Linked DNA regions of Mus musculus: all the other regions are linked to region 3. A link is a contact called in public HiChIP or PLAC-seq, capture Hi-C and promoter capture Hi-C data. All regions are on one chromosome and are shown on one strand. Each heading gives the region's core, a stretch centred on a gene start, on an enhancer-like site or on the middle of the called end of the contact. The rest is flanking DNA. Distances are from core to core; before and after follow the strand shown.

Region 1 (3,168 bases), core at 143-2,642, 340 kb after region 3:
AGGCTCTATTTGAAATGGACCCTAGCCCTTCTGCCTGGCCCAGAGCTGGGTCACGGGGTCTGTTTCCATCAGACAGGATGGTCAAATGGTCAGGCACCAGGCTCTGCCTCCCGCCCCTTCCAACCTCAGCTCTGCCGCTGCAGAACCGGGGAAACCTTTCTGTGCCTTGGCATGTGTTACGGAGAGGATTATAAAAGTTAGCCAGCCCCCACCCCCGCATGCATTAAATACTCAGTATTTATTGTTAGACTTAGAGTGGCCAGAATGGAGGCAGCTTTAGCTCAAGTGCCCAGGCTCATCGGACTGGAGTCCTCACAGAACCAATCGCGAAGCTCCCCTGTGCCTACTTCCTCCTCACAATCAAGAAAAGGTTGTGTGTTTTCTGGGAAGCGAGCTGGGCAGGCCCTGGCATCTTCTCATTGGGCTCTCCTTAGAGAGCTGAGAAACCAGGGTGGAGCAGAGGAAGTTCTTTCTCCTGGCCCTGCGCGCACGACCCTGGGCAGGCCCCTCCTGGGCCCCTCTCCCTGCCCTCCGATCCCCGGCACATCCACACCCCGAGGCAGCCTACGTTCTCATGGTGCATGTGCTTCAAGAGCAGAAGCTCGCGGTAAGCGCGCTTGGCAAAGATCTCCGACTGGAAGGGCCGGCTCAGCTTCTTGATGGCCACCTTCTCCCCTGTCCGCTTGTCGATGGCCGAGCTGCGGGGTCACAGGCAGGTGAGGGGGAGGGGCGGCGCAAAGGGCCTAAACTGGAGATCCCTCCAGCCCTGTCCTAGGCCACCCCCATTCTGTGCTCCCCAGGCTGGCCGGAGACCAGCAGAAAGAGAGAGAGAGAGAGAGAGAGAGAGAGAGAGAGAGAGAGAGAGAGTGTGTGTGAGTAGGGGGCGACGCCAAGGAAGGGGCGGCAGAGCAAGGAGAGAAGCAGTTCTTGCTGACAGGATGCAGAGCAGGCCAGGAGTCCCTGCTCTGCGATTTGGCAAGTTCCCCTCTTGGGGCCTCATCTGCAACCGCAGGGATCTGTCCCACGAACTCCGAGATCCCTTTTAAAAAGTTACAGCCTTGGAGAACCAGATTCGCCAGCGACTCAACCCACAGGGGCCCCACTGCCACCGGGCTCACTCGGGGAGGCTGCCGAGGGGTGGCCCGTGGCTCCTCTGATTCCTGGGGTCCCCGGGTCTCACCACACCGCTCCATAGGCCCCGCTGCCGACGTGCGCGGGCGCCAGGTAGGTCTTGGGTAGCTCCCAGGCAGTCTTGTTGATGTCCTGCTTGTAGAAGCCCCTTTTCCGAGTGAGGCTCATCCCGGACCCCGTGGTGGCGGTCCTGCGAGGAGGTTGCGGTGGCTGCCCGCGGGCTCCCGGCCCGGGTGTCCCGCCGCGGTCCCCTCCCGCCCCGCGCCCGCTCCTCCCCCGTGGGGCGGCGCACCTGCCGCCTCGCCCAGGTACGTTCCCGCCCCGGCCCGCCCACCGCTCGCCCGCGCTCCGGACTCCGCCCATCACCGGCGAACGCCCCAGGCCCCACCAGCCACCTGCTGCAGGTGCTGAGGGAGGAGGGGGGTGCCCTGCGGGAAAGGGGTGCCTGCGAGGCTGCCTAGAGACTGTAGGAAGAGTTGGGAATGGGGTTAGGGCGCGGGGGGGGGGGCGCTCAACTTGTTGCTAGTTGGGCTAGTTTAAGAAATATACCCTTCACATGTAAGGCGTGGTGGCTCAGGTCTGTACTCAACACAGGAGATAGAGGCAGAGACAGGAGAATTGCTACGATTTTGAGTCCAGTTCAGTACATAGTTCAATGCCAGACTAGGTGAGACCCTGAGGAAGAAGGGAGAGGAGAGACTAGAGAGGAGAGATACAGAGAATGAACAGAGAAGGAAGAGAGGGATAGAAGAAAGGAGGGAGAGATAGAGAGGGTGGGAAGAGAGGGAAGGGGAGAAGAAGGGAGGAAGGGAGGGAGGAAGGAAGGATAGAGAAATAACGTCATTCTTGACTACGCAGTAAACTGGAGACCAGCATAGGTTACATAGTGAGACCCCACAGAAAGATGGAGAGGTTGTTCAGCAGGTTAGAGACTGCACCGCTCTTGAGGATGACCTGAGTTTGGCTTCCAGCACCCAGGTCATCATGCACATAGTTAAACAAAACAAATAAGCAAATAAATAAACAAAAATAGGCATCGTGGTGCACACGCCTTTAATCCCAGCACTTGGAAGGCAGAGGCAGGTGGATTTCTGAGTTTGAGGCCAGCCTGGTCTACAGAGTTCCAGGACAGCCAAGGCTACACAGAGAAACTCTGTCTCAACACCCCTCCTCCCAGAAAACCCTCCGGAGATCCCCAAACAACAACAACAACACAAGAACCCTACAATTCATGGGGTTCTACATGAGCTCCTGTGACCCCAGGACTCTTGTCTTTTCAGTAAGCAGGACTCTCAGATCCTAAGGCTCAGCGACTGACCAGGGCTCAGACTCTATTCCTCTTCCCCATTTTTCTGAAACAAACTCCAGGCATCCAATCCTTCTTCTCATGAGAGATTTGCTGTCTTACACCCAGAGTCGACGGCTGCTAATTCTACAGTCCCCAGAGTTCACAAAGATTTAAACATCCACCGGAGTTTGTTTGATACTGGTGGTGATGGTTTTGTTTTGTTTTTAGCTTTTTAAGATTAATTTATTTTATGTATATGAGTACACTGTAGCTGTCTTCAGACACACCAGAAGAGGGCATTGGATCCCATTACAGTGGTTGCTGGGAATTGAACTCAGGGCTTCTGGAAGAGCAGATAGTTCTCTTAACCGCTGAGCCATCTCTCCAGCCCGGTGGTGATGTTTTTATTGTTGTTGTTGTTGTTTTCTCGAGCAGGGTTTCTCTGTGTAGCCCTGGCTGTCCTGGAACTCACTTTGTAGACCAGGCTGGCCTCGAACTCAGAAATCCACCTGCCTCTGCTTCTCGAGTGCTGGGATTAAAGGTGTGTGCCACCAAGCCTGGCTGGTGATGGTTTTTTTTTTTTTTTTTTTTTTTTTTTTTTTTTTTTTTTTTTTTTCCATTTTTTATTAGGTATTTAGCTCATTTACATTTCCAATGCTATACCAAAAGTCCCCCTTACCCACCCACCCCCACTCCCCTACCCACCCACTCCCTGGTGATGGTTTTTAAGACAGTATCTCACTATGTAC
Region 2 (3,201 bases), core at 301-2,800, 400 kb before region 3:
GCTCACAACCATCCGTAATGAAATCTGATGCCCTCTTCTGGAATATCTGAGGACAGCTACAGTGTACTTACATATAATAAATAAATAATTTTTTTTTGAGACAGGGTTTCTCTGTGTAGTCCTGGCTGTCCTGGAACTCACTCCGTAGCCCAGGCTGGCCTCGAACACAGAAATCCGCCTGCCTCTGCCTCCCGAGTGCTGGGATTAAAGGCGTGTGCCACCACTGCCCGGCTAAATAAATTTTTTTTAATTATTTATTTATTATATATACAGCATCCTGCCTGCATGTAAGCCTGCAGGCCAGAAGAAGGCCTCAGATCTCATTACAGATGGTTGTGAGCCACCATGTTGCGGCTGGGAATTGAACTCAGAACCTCTGGAAAACCAGTTAGTGCTCTTAACCACTGAGCCATCTCTCCAACCCTTCTATACACTTCTTGGTTTTTTTTGTTTTGTTTTGGTTTTTTTTTTTGTTTGTTTGTTTTTTGTTTTTTTCGAGACAGGGTTTCTCTGTATAGCCCTGGCTGTCCTGGAGCTCACTTTGTAGACCAGGCTGGCCTCGAACTCAGAAATCCTCCTGCCTCTGCCTCCCGAGTGCTGGGATTAAAGGCGTGGGCCACCACGCCCGGCTTTCTATACACTTCTTAACTCCTAATATGCAGCAGCCTCAATGGAGAGTGGGATAGTAGGGTTACCTTATATCCTATCTAGTACCTTTAAACCTTGTCTCAGAAAACTACGTACATAAACAAATGAACAAATAAGTAGCCTTCTAAACATTGGCATGGTGGTGGTGTGGGCCTGGAAACTGTGTTTGGTGATTGGAGGTATGGGATCAGGAGTTCAAACTCTTCCCCATCTGTATGTTCATGTTTCGGGCTAGCCTGGGCTGCTTGAGACCATATGCTGTGTAGGAACAACAAAACAAAAGTGTTTGAAGCCAGATACGGTGGGGTTCACGTTCTGTCTCGGCACTGTCTCGGCACTGGGAGGCTGAGGAAGTCCAATGTCTGTGCGTTAGAAGATAACCTTGTCTACAGAAAGAGTCCTAGTCTACATTAGACCTATAAGACCGTGTCTCAAAAAATAAAGTGAAGTAAAAGAAGTGTCTGGGAGTGGAGATCTGTTCGTCCCCGTGGGGCTGTGCATGGGGGCCAGAGGCAGATGTCAGATGTCCATGATCACTCTTCTTTATCCCCTCAAGATGGTCTCTCCTACACCAGACTGGAGTTTGCTATTGCCTGGCTACACTGCCTAAGCTGTCTAAAAACCTCAGAAATCCTCCGGCCTCAGTACCGGGATTCCAGGTGCACACCATGCTCCAGACTGGCTTCTGTGATCTGAACTCAGGGTCACATGCTTTGGCAGCTCTTACCCACCGAGCCATTCTCCCCAACACTATTCGTTTGAATCACATTCCTCCCAGCCCTGAACACTCCTCCTACTGTGTACTCACCGAATTCAGAATAGCGAGCAGTCTAACTCCTTTTCCCAATAAACTGCGAGAAATTCATTTGGACCTGGGGCAGTTCTTCAAATGACCACTAGGTGGCAATCGGCGACAAGTTTCCAGTTAGCACTGCCGGCCAAAACAAGATTCTACAAACAGTATTGAAACCTACAACAGGATTTAATCCCTGCCCCGGTGTCTTCAGCCCAGTCACAGCAGAAGTGAGGAGGCTGGAAACCAGAAATAAACTCGATTAAGAGAAACTTGAGCCGGGCCAGGTGTAAGCGGGTCATTCCACCAGCTGACGACCCTAAGGCAGGAGGGTCAAAAAGTTCCAGGCCTACCGGAATTCGAACTCCAGCAATTTGGTGAGACTGTATAACAAAATAAAAAGCAAAAAGATGGCTGGGCCCGAAAGCACAAAAGATGGCTCCTCAGATTAAAAGTGTTTGCTGCAGGGTCCAGGCAGCCTGAGTTCAACCCTGGAAACCTCATCCTAAAGCTGTCCTTTGACATGTACACACAGGCACACACGCACACACACACACACACACACACACACACACACACACACACACACCATAGCACCCATGTGCCTATACACACACACAGTAATAATAAGAATAAATAGATGGGGGCTGGAGATGCTCAGCGGGTAAGAGCACTGACTACTCTTCCAGAGGTCATGAGTTCAAATCCCAGCAACTACATGGTGGCTCACAACCATCCTTAATAAGATCTGATGCCCTCTTCTGGTGTGTCTGAAGACAGCTACAGTGTACTTAGATATAATAATAAATAAATCTTAGGAAAAAAATAAATAGATATGTTTAGCTTTTTAAAGAGACACTAGAAGGTACTTGGTGTGGGAAACTCTAAGGTTCAGTATACAAAAATGAGCTGTGTAGCCTTGGCTATCCTGGGACTCTCTCTGTAGACCAGGCTGGCCTCGAACCTACAGAGATTCATTCACCTGCCTTGGCCTGTGAAGGTGTGTGTCTCCCATTTTCTTTTCTTTTTAAGATTTATTTTATGTATGTGAGTACACTGTTGCTCTCTTCAGAAAGAAGAGAAGAGGGCTTCCAATCCCGTTATAGATGGTTGTGAGCCGCCATGTGGTTGCTGGGAATTGAACTCAGGACCTCTGAAAGAGCAGTCAGTGCTCTTAACCGCTGAGCCATCTCTCCAGCCCCATGTGCCTCCCATATTCTCCACTCTATCACCTTCTGGGGAAGCCTTCACACTTCCACTAAGGCTGCTTCTGTTAGGGAGGCCCTCCCACTTCTACTCCTGACCTCTCCAGCCCCACCCCATCTCCGCAGCCTGTCACAGGTGGCTACCCCCTCTTCGGCCAACAAGTGTCGCTCTTGGCTCACGGACTCCAATCTAGCTGGCTCCTGCTTCTTCCCTTTCTACCACCCTTCCTCCCCTGGCTTCAGTCCCCAGGCCTCAGTCCCACCTCCCCTGGGCTTCACTCTGCACTGATGACCCAAGCCCTCCCCCATCCCTTCGGTTTTGACCTCTCTGAAATCCACTTTGTTTATGTAACTGCTTCCACTAAGACCGGTCCACCGGTCACGGAGCTCAGCAAGAGCAGGTCAGTACCTATGCCCTGGGAACAAACAGAGCCTAGCAAAGAGATAAGCGGTCGCTTACAAGGTGAGGGTCAGAGGAGAGAATCGATTCCCACAGGTTGCCCTCTGACCCCAGCCCTCTCACGGTGGATGGCCAGCCCACATCCATACATTCGC
Region 3 (2,862 bases), core at 357-2,856:
CTGCAGTGTGTTCCCAGAAGTCCCCTGGCATTTCGTAGGAAAGTGGTACCTAGGGTCACCTCACTCAGCTCCACCAGGCAAAGACATCTAGGGAAGGGAATCATACTATACCCTGAGGCCAGCGAGGCCTCCAAGTCTGTCAGAATACTGGTCATCCTAGGTCAGGATATCGCCATCCATCACTGACCCTGACACCCCTATTCCATAATAGCATGTCCTAAATTGGTCACAGGCAGGAATGGTCACTGACAGACAGTGGGGACCTTCTTTGGTGAGTCCATGAAAGCCTCTCTCTCTCTCTCTCTCTCTCTCTCTCTCTCACACACACACACACACACACACACACATACACACACACACACACACACACACACTCCACACACTCAGCTCCTAGGCAATTACCCTTACCCTTCACTTGGTGACTCCAAAAGACCCTTCTGTAGTCAGCTGCAGGGTACCCTCCGGCCTCATGCCCGTGTTTCTGATGGATTCTCCTATACACCCTGCACAATGAAAGGCCCCTCACAACCAGTCAAACAATCAAGCCCCAGGTGTCTCCTACACCTCTCCCCTCACCTGGAGCAAACTTGGAAGCCAATGAGCCCTGCTGCTAGCCACCAAGAGATGGCTGGCCACGATGGCACAGACATGGATTTTAGCTCATAGAACAGGGCCCCGAGGCCTCCCATCAAGAATTGGAGAGGAGGGGGGCTGGGCTAAAGAAAAATAAACAAAATGTAAGAATGAAAGAACGGAGGACATAGTAGGACCACAACACAGTAGGACCACAACCTGACATCTGCCAGAGACTACAGGATCTCCCATCCCTACCATCTTGTCACAGAGAGGTGAGAAACTGGGTTAGCCCAGTGTGAAACTTACCTTGGGAAAAGCCAACCACAGCCAATGGTCTCCCACTGCCAACACCCGAGAGCCACCTAGTCCCAATAGCCTGTCCCACCCCACCCCACCCCACCCCAGCTTCACTCACTAACGGATAGAGAAACAGAGTCTCTAAGAAGCCAAGAAGACCTGCCCCATCTCACAAGTCCACAATCTACTCCTCACTCACAGGAGTAATACATACAGCTCGGGCCTCTGTCAGACAGTACAGGAGTACGGAAGTTCAATTTGCACTCCTGAGACTCAGAAGCTAGACAGGAGTTGGGCTTTGAAGTATGACCCCAGCACCCTGAAGATGGAGGCAGGAAGATCAAGAGTTCAAGGTCATCTTCCGCTGTGTAGTGAGTTTAGGACCAACCTGAGCTACACAAGACCCCATCTCAAAAAAAAAAAAAAAAAAAAAAAAAGTCGGTTGGCAGTATATACCTTTAATCCCAGAATTTAGGAGGCAGAGTCAGGTGGATCTCTGTGAGTTCAAGGCCAGCCTTGGCTACATAGAAAGACCCCCATCTCGAAGGAAGGAAGAAGGAAAAAAAGAAAGGAAGGAAGGAAAGAAAGAAGGAAAAGAAACTGCATGGGACCCGTACTGTCCCTCCCCAGCCCCTCCACACAGCAGCATTGCCTGCTGGGGTGAGTCCCAAATCCCACCTCTCAGAGGCTGCCGTTTGCTGGTGCTCCCGGACCTGTGAGGAGGTCACTGTCTGCTCAGCCCACAGAGCCCACACACTCTGCAACTGTCAACAGTCTTGTCTCTTGCCCAATCGCCCCTTTCCGTTCCCTGGCTGCCTCATCTCCTGCGTTCATCTAGGGAACTTCCCCTGGAAAGGGGCCCTGGCTGCACCTTCTGTCTTGCCTGATGCCCTGGGTCCTGGAATTGTAGCAGAAAGTTAGGGCTGGGGAGAGGTTGTGAGCAGAGGTTCTGTGTGTGTGTGTGTGTGTGTGTGTGTGTGTGTGTGTGTTTACGCGCGCGCGCGCGCATCACACTCAGCCTGTAGTAACAAGGCCAGAGTGTCCTCAGCCCAGTAGGAAGGTCAAGCAAGAGAAGCCTCTGTGGCTACAACTGGTGCAGAAAATGCCACAGGGGAACAATACCCCTGTGATGGTTTGTATATGCTTGGCACTTTTAGAAGGTGTGAACTTGTTGGAATGGGTGTGGCCTTGTTAGAGTGGGTGTGGTCTTGTTGGAGTAGGTGTGTCACTGTGGGTATGGGCTTTAAGACCCTCATCCTAGCTGCCTGGAAACTAGTCTACTGCTAGCAGCTTTCAGATGAAGATGTAGAACTCTCACCTCCTCCTGCACCATGCCTGCCTGGATGCTGCCCTGTTCCTGTCTTGATAATAATGGGATGAACCTCTGAACCTGTAAACCAACCCCAATTAAATGTCCTTATAAGACTAGCCCTGGGGCTGGCAAGATGGCACAGTGGGTAAGAGCAACAACTGCTCTTCCGAAGGTCCTGAGTTCAAATCTCAGCAACTATCCATAATGGCTCACAACCATCCGTAATGAGATCTGATCTTGGTGTGTCTGAAGACAGCTACGGTGTACTTATTTTTTTTTAAGATTTATTTATTTATTATATGTAAGTACACTGTAGCTGTCTTCAGACACACCAGAAGAGGGAATCAGATCTTGTTACAGATGGTTGTGAGCCACCATGTGGTTGCTGGGATTTGAACTAAGGACCTTTGGAAGAGCAGTCGGGTGCTCTTACCTGCTGAGCCATCTCACCAGCCCCGTACTTATTTATAATAATAAATAAATCTTTGGGCTGGAGCAAGCAGGGACCGAGCAAGTAGGGCCGACCGGGGTAAGCAGAGATCCTAAATTTAATTCCCAACAACCACATAAAGGCTCACAACCATATGTACAACTACAATGTACTCACATACATTAAATAAATAAATAGGAAAAAAAAAGACTTGCCTTGGTCATGGTGTCTGTTCACAGCAGTAAAA
Region 4 (3,236 bases), core at 729-3,228, 440 kb before region 3:
GACTTCCTGTAGGCCAGTAGAAGAAAAAGACAAAAGGCCATTAATACACCACATCTGGCAGTCCAAAGGCACAAAGACCATCCATCGCCCATTGTCCTCACCCCTGCTTCCTGACGTCACCATTTTCCCAATGATCGTTATCTTAGGATATCAAAATGAAATGACCCCTCCAGAGCAAACTCCCAGAGAAGAGCAGTCCACGCAGCTGGAGAGCTCACTCAAGCAGGAAGGAAAAGAAATCTGTGGCAGGAAGCGGAGCTTATCTAAAAACACAGTGTCACTGTTCAATGTGTGAACACCCTAGCCCCACAGCACTTCAACCCAAAGCTAGCTTTGCCTCCCCTGCTATTATATTAGCACACATTGCTAAAACCTGGTCCCTCAACTTTCTCCACGTGTGTAATGACAGCTCAGAAAAGTTACACAGCCAATGCTGACTCTCAGTTTCTCTTTCGCTTGAAGAAGGGGGCGAGGGCTGTGTGTAACTCAGTGGCAGAGTGTCTTCAACAGTGTGAAGAGAGAACGGAAGAGGGGGAGAAAGAGGAGAGGGAGGGGGAGGGGAAGAGAAGGAGGAGAGAGAATGGGAAAGAGGGGAGAGAGAGAGGGAAAGGAGGAAGGGAAGAGTGCGAGGTCACAGGTCAAAGGACTACACCTGAACAAAAAAAGACTTAACAGGAAAATCACTAAGGATAGAACTCATGAGGGCGGTGACCAGACACAAACTCTTAACACCAAGCAGCCTGTGGCTGGCAGAAATCTTAAATTCAGTAGTGAAACACATAGGGCTTTCATTTTTCAGGACATCACCCAAAACAAACGGAACCAGTAAACCAAAAGGCAGCCTGACTGAGAGACAATTGCTCAGTGTCAACATACACTAACAAGAGAAAGAAACACTAAGGGAATAAGTTGCTTGAAAGGTCTGCTCTCCAACAAAACAAGAATAAAAGAACTTAATGCATCCACACTGAAAAATCATCACTTCTCCGGGATGCCAGAAGGAATAACTTATTCTCCACCCTGCGGCCACCCTGTAATAATTTCTCAAAAGAAAGGACCAACTCAAGACAGAGTAAGGTCAGGCTTGAGAATTCCCCCTCCCCTGTCTTGCTCATACCCCTGCAGGCCTGGCCCAGGCTCTCCTATCAGAACCCCTTTGGGAGTCCAAGGGAAGACAGGAATGTGATGATGGGCTGGGAACCAAGGCCATGGGGCCACCAACCCTCATGCAAGCAGCCACCCATGCTGTTGGAGACCCCTAAGGAGTTCTGTAGAAAGTCGGAAGCGGTCTGCAGGTGGCCCTCCACGGCTACGCTGACAATGGCAACTCGCCCAACTCCACTGCCCCTCACACTGGTCCCCTGACACCTCCCAGCTGAGGTTCCCCGCCCCCAGACCCCAGTCTGCACCCCACACCCAAGCTGGCCAGGCTCCTCTGATTGACAGCTGCTCCAGCCTGGGCTACTCCGACACCAGCCCTCCGGCCTCGGGGGTACCCCAAGACGGAGGGATTCAGGGACCAGGATCTGGAAGGCTTTGGGTCCAATCCCCACTCCCCTCAGCGTCCTGGGCTCACCTCCCCGGTAGCTTGGCGCTCCTCTTCCAGAACTGCTTGCTGTTCTCGGCGGCCATCTCTCCGGCCCGGGGGAAGGCCTGGTCGGTGGGTCACGGGGGGGCCCCGCGACAGGCCCCCGGGACCCCGCAATCTGAGGGCCAGCCCAGGCCGCTTCCCCGCCGCCGGTCACCCGCTCCCAGCTCCTGGGGGCGCCATCTTGGATGTGGGCACTCCCCCCGCCCAACACCGTTGCCATTGGTGGGCTGAGCAGGCCGGTGGGCGGATGGACCAATGAGGATCCCGGATCCTGCGGGCCGCTGAAGGCCCGCGGCAACGTCAGGGGCTGGGCACACAGGTGGGCCGGGGAGGCGGGGCTTAGATGGGCAGGAAGGCGGGGCTGAAAGTTCCTACTCCCCGGAGGCAGAGAACCAGGTACTGCGAGGAAGAAGTAGATGGGACTGTTGCCTTTGATGGGCTGAGGTTCTGGGGTTGTCTTGGTGGAGAGGGGTAAGGAGAAACCATAACATTTGTATACATTAGTCTTTAAAGGAAGGCCTCATGTAATAATGAACATTTTTTAATGTCCCTCACCTCAATGGCACCCAGGGTGGTTACCCCCCCACCCCCCCACCCCCGCCTTGTTCCCTTATGGTCCTAGTTTCGCAGAGGACAGTTCCGGCCATACCCCAGTGCGGGTAACTGTTGTATGAGTAGCAGTTGATTTATCAGACTCCCCCTTTCTTCCGCTAACTGAACTTCGTGATGTAATCCCTTCTTCGGGTCTGACTCTTTCTGGTTATGAGGATCCAGATACTGAGAAGTCATGCTTAGGAAATACTAATTTATCCTCCAAGTAGCATTTTCTCTAGGGACGTTGTTCATCCCCATGGCAACAATCAGGAAGATGAAGGATGTACCCCCAATATCCTCAACTCCTTTATTAACTGGCTATAAATCTTCCATCTATAGATTCATTTTTCAATCTAATTTTGACTCAAAATGAGATCTAATTTTAGCATGTTGTCTCCTTTGGGTGTCATGTTAATGACTACCTCTCTTTTTTGAGTGTGTTCTGGGACATTTGGGGGAAGATGGAGGGTACTTCCTTTTTCTACTCCGAAGAAATGTTTGTTCAGACAAGGAACTGTGGATATGTGCGAGCTACTGCTCAATCCATCTCTGTACTAACACCCTAGGGTTTCTAAATATTGAAAAATACATTACATTTATTCAGTGTGTGTGTGTGTGTGAGAGAGAGAGAGAGAGGAGAGAGAGAGAGAGAGAGAGAGAGAGAGAGAGAGAGAGAGAGGTCAAAGGAGAACTTCAGTTTTCTCTTCTCACCGAACTCAGGTCGTCAAGACTGGCTGTAAGCCCCTATACCCATTGAGCCATCTTGCTGGCCCAACATACTGGCAAATTCTCAAGGCTCCTTCTTTTCCCACCTAAAGAAACACCTTCTATATGTCCCTCAGTGATTTCTTTTTACATAGACATTACTCCCAGTTTTCAGGCTTCTTTTGCTTGCTAATGTTAAAAGACTAGGACTGTAGACCTGAACAGGTGGCCCAGGGGTTAAAAGCATGTGCTGCCCTTTCAGAGGACCTGAGTTCGGTTCCCAAGTACCCACAACAGGTGGCTCATAATGGCCTGAAATTCCAGATCCAAGGGATCAGACACCCTT

The links. HiChIP or PLAC-seq counts read pairs in DNA pulled down with a chosen protein or histone mark. Capture Hi-C pulls out chosen DNA fragments and counts their contacts.
Region 1: a contact with region 3 is called in a promoter capture Hi-C map of adipose tissue. The contact joins the promoter of Mapk13 here to the promoter of Rab44 in region 3. A contact is called at or near these places in 1 of 484 Hi-C or Micro-C datasets (nephron progenitors), 1 of 115 datasets of contacts at active chromatin or transcription factors (pancreatic cancer cells) and 1 of 9 other capture datasets (adipose tissue).
Region 2: an SMC1A HiChIP or PLAC-seq map of large pre-B cells shows a contact between it and region 3, with 6 times the contacts expected there. The contact joins the enhancer-like site here to the promoter of Rab44 in region 3. A contact is called at or near these places in 3 of 39 promoter capture datasets (hippocampal neurons and liver), 1 of 15 datasets of contacts at CTCF or cohesin (large pre-B cells), 1 of 484 Hi-C or Micro-C datasets (embryonic stem cells), 1 of 115 datasets of contacts at active chromatin or transcription factors (large pre-B cells) and 2 of 9 other capture datasets (adipose tissue and embryonic stem cells).
Region 4: a capture Hi-C map of macrophages shows a contact between it and region 3, with 4 times the contacts expected there. The contact joins the promoter of Tmem217 here to the promoter of Rab44 in region 3. A contact is called at or near these places in 3 of 484 Hi-C or Micro-C datasets (bone marrow-derived macrophages, cerebral cortex and nephron progenitors), 1 of 115 datasets of contacts at active chromatin or transcription factors (bone marrow-derived macrophages) and 1 of 9 other capture datasets (macrophages).

The regions. Positions count from the first base shown.
Region 1 is chr17:28,767,541-28,770,708 of GRCm38.p6, reverse strand. Mapk13 (mitogen-activated protein kinase 13) reads right to left here and starts at 1,392. Exons shown (of 12, transcript NM_011950.2): 1 at 1,181-1,392; 2 at 569-698. The coding sequence starts at 1,299.
Region 2 is chr17:29,512,965-29,516,165 of GRCm38.p6, reverse strand. No RefSeq gene overlaps it. Among named protein-coding and RNA genes, the nearest start is that of Gm26885, 23 kb to the right of the region's middle. Within about 2 kb of position 1,550, at least 61 of the 459 cell types and tissues checked have an H3K27ac peak or open chromatin away from gene starts, as enhancers often do. A contact at or near this core is called in liver, where this site is marked.
Region 3 is chr17:29,112,925-29,115,786 of GRCm38.p6, reverse strand. It overlaps Rab44 (RAB44, member RAS oncogene family), which reads right to left and starts at 1,606. Exons shown (of 14, transcript NM_001364848.1): 1 at 1,552-1,606.
Region 4 is chr17:29,548,335-29,551,570 of GRCm38.p6, reverse strand. It overlaps Tmem217 (transmembrane protein 217), which reads left to right and starts at 1,978. Exons shown (of 3, transcript NM_001162901.1): 1 at 1,978-2,062. Tbc1d22b (TBC1 domain family, member 22B) reads right to left here and starts at 1,769. Exons shown (of 13, transcript NM_198647.1): 1 at 1,577-1,769. The coding sequence starts at 1,632.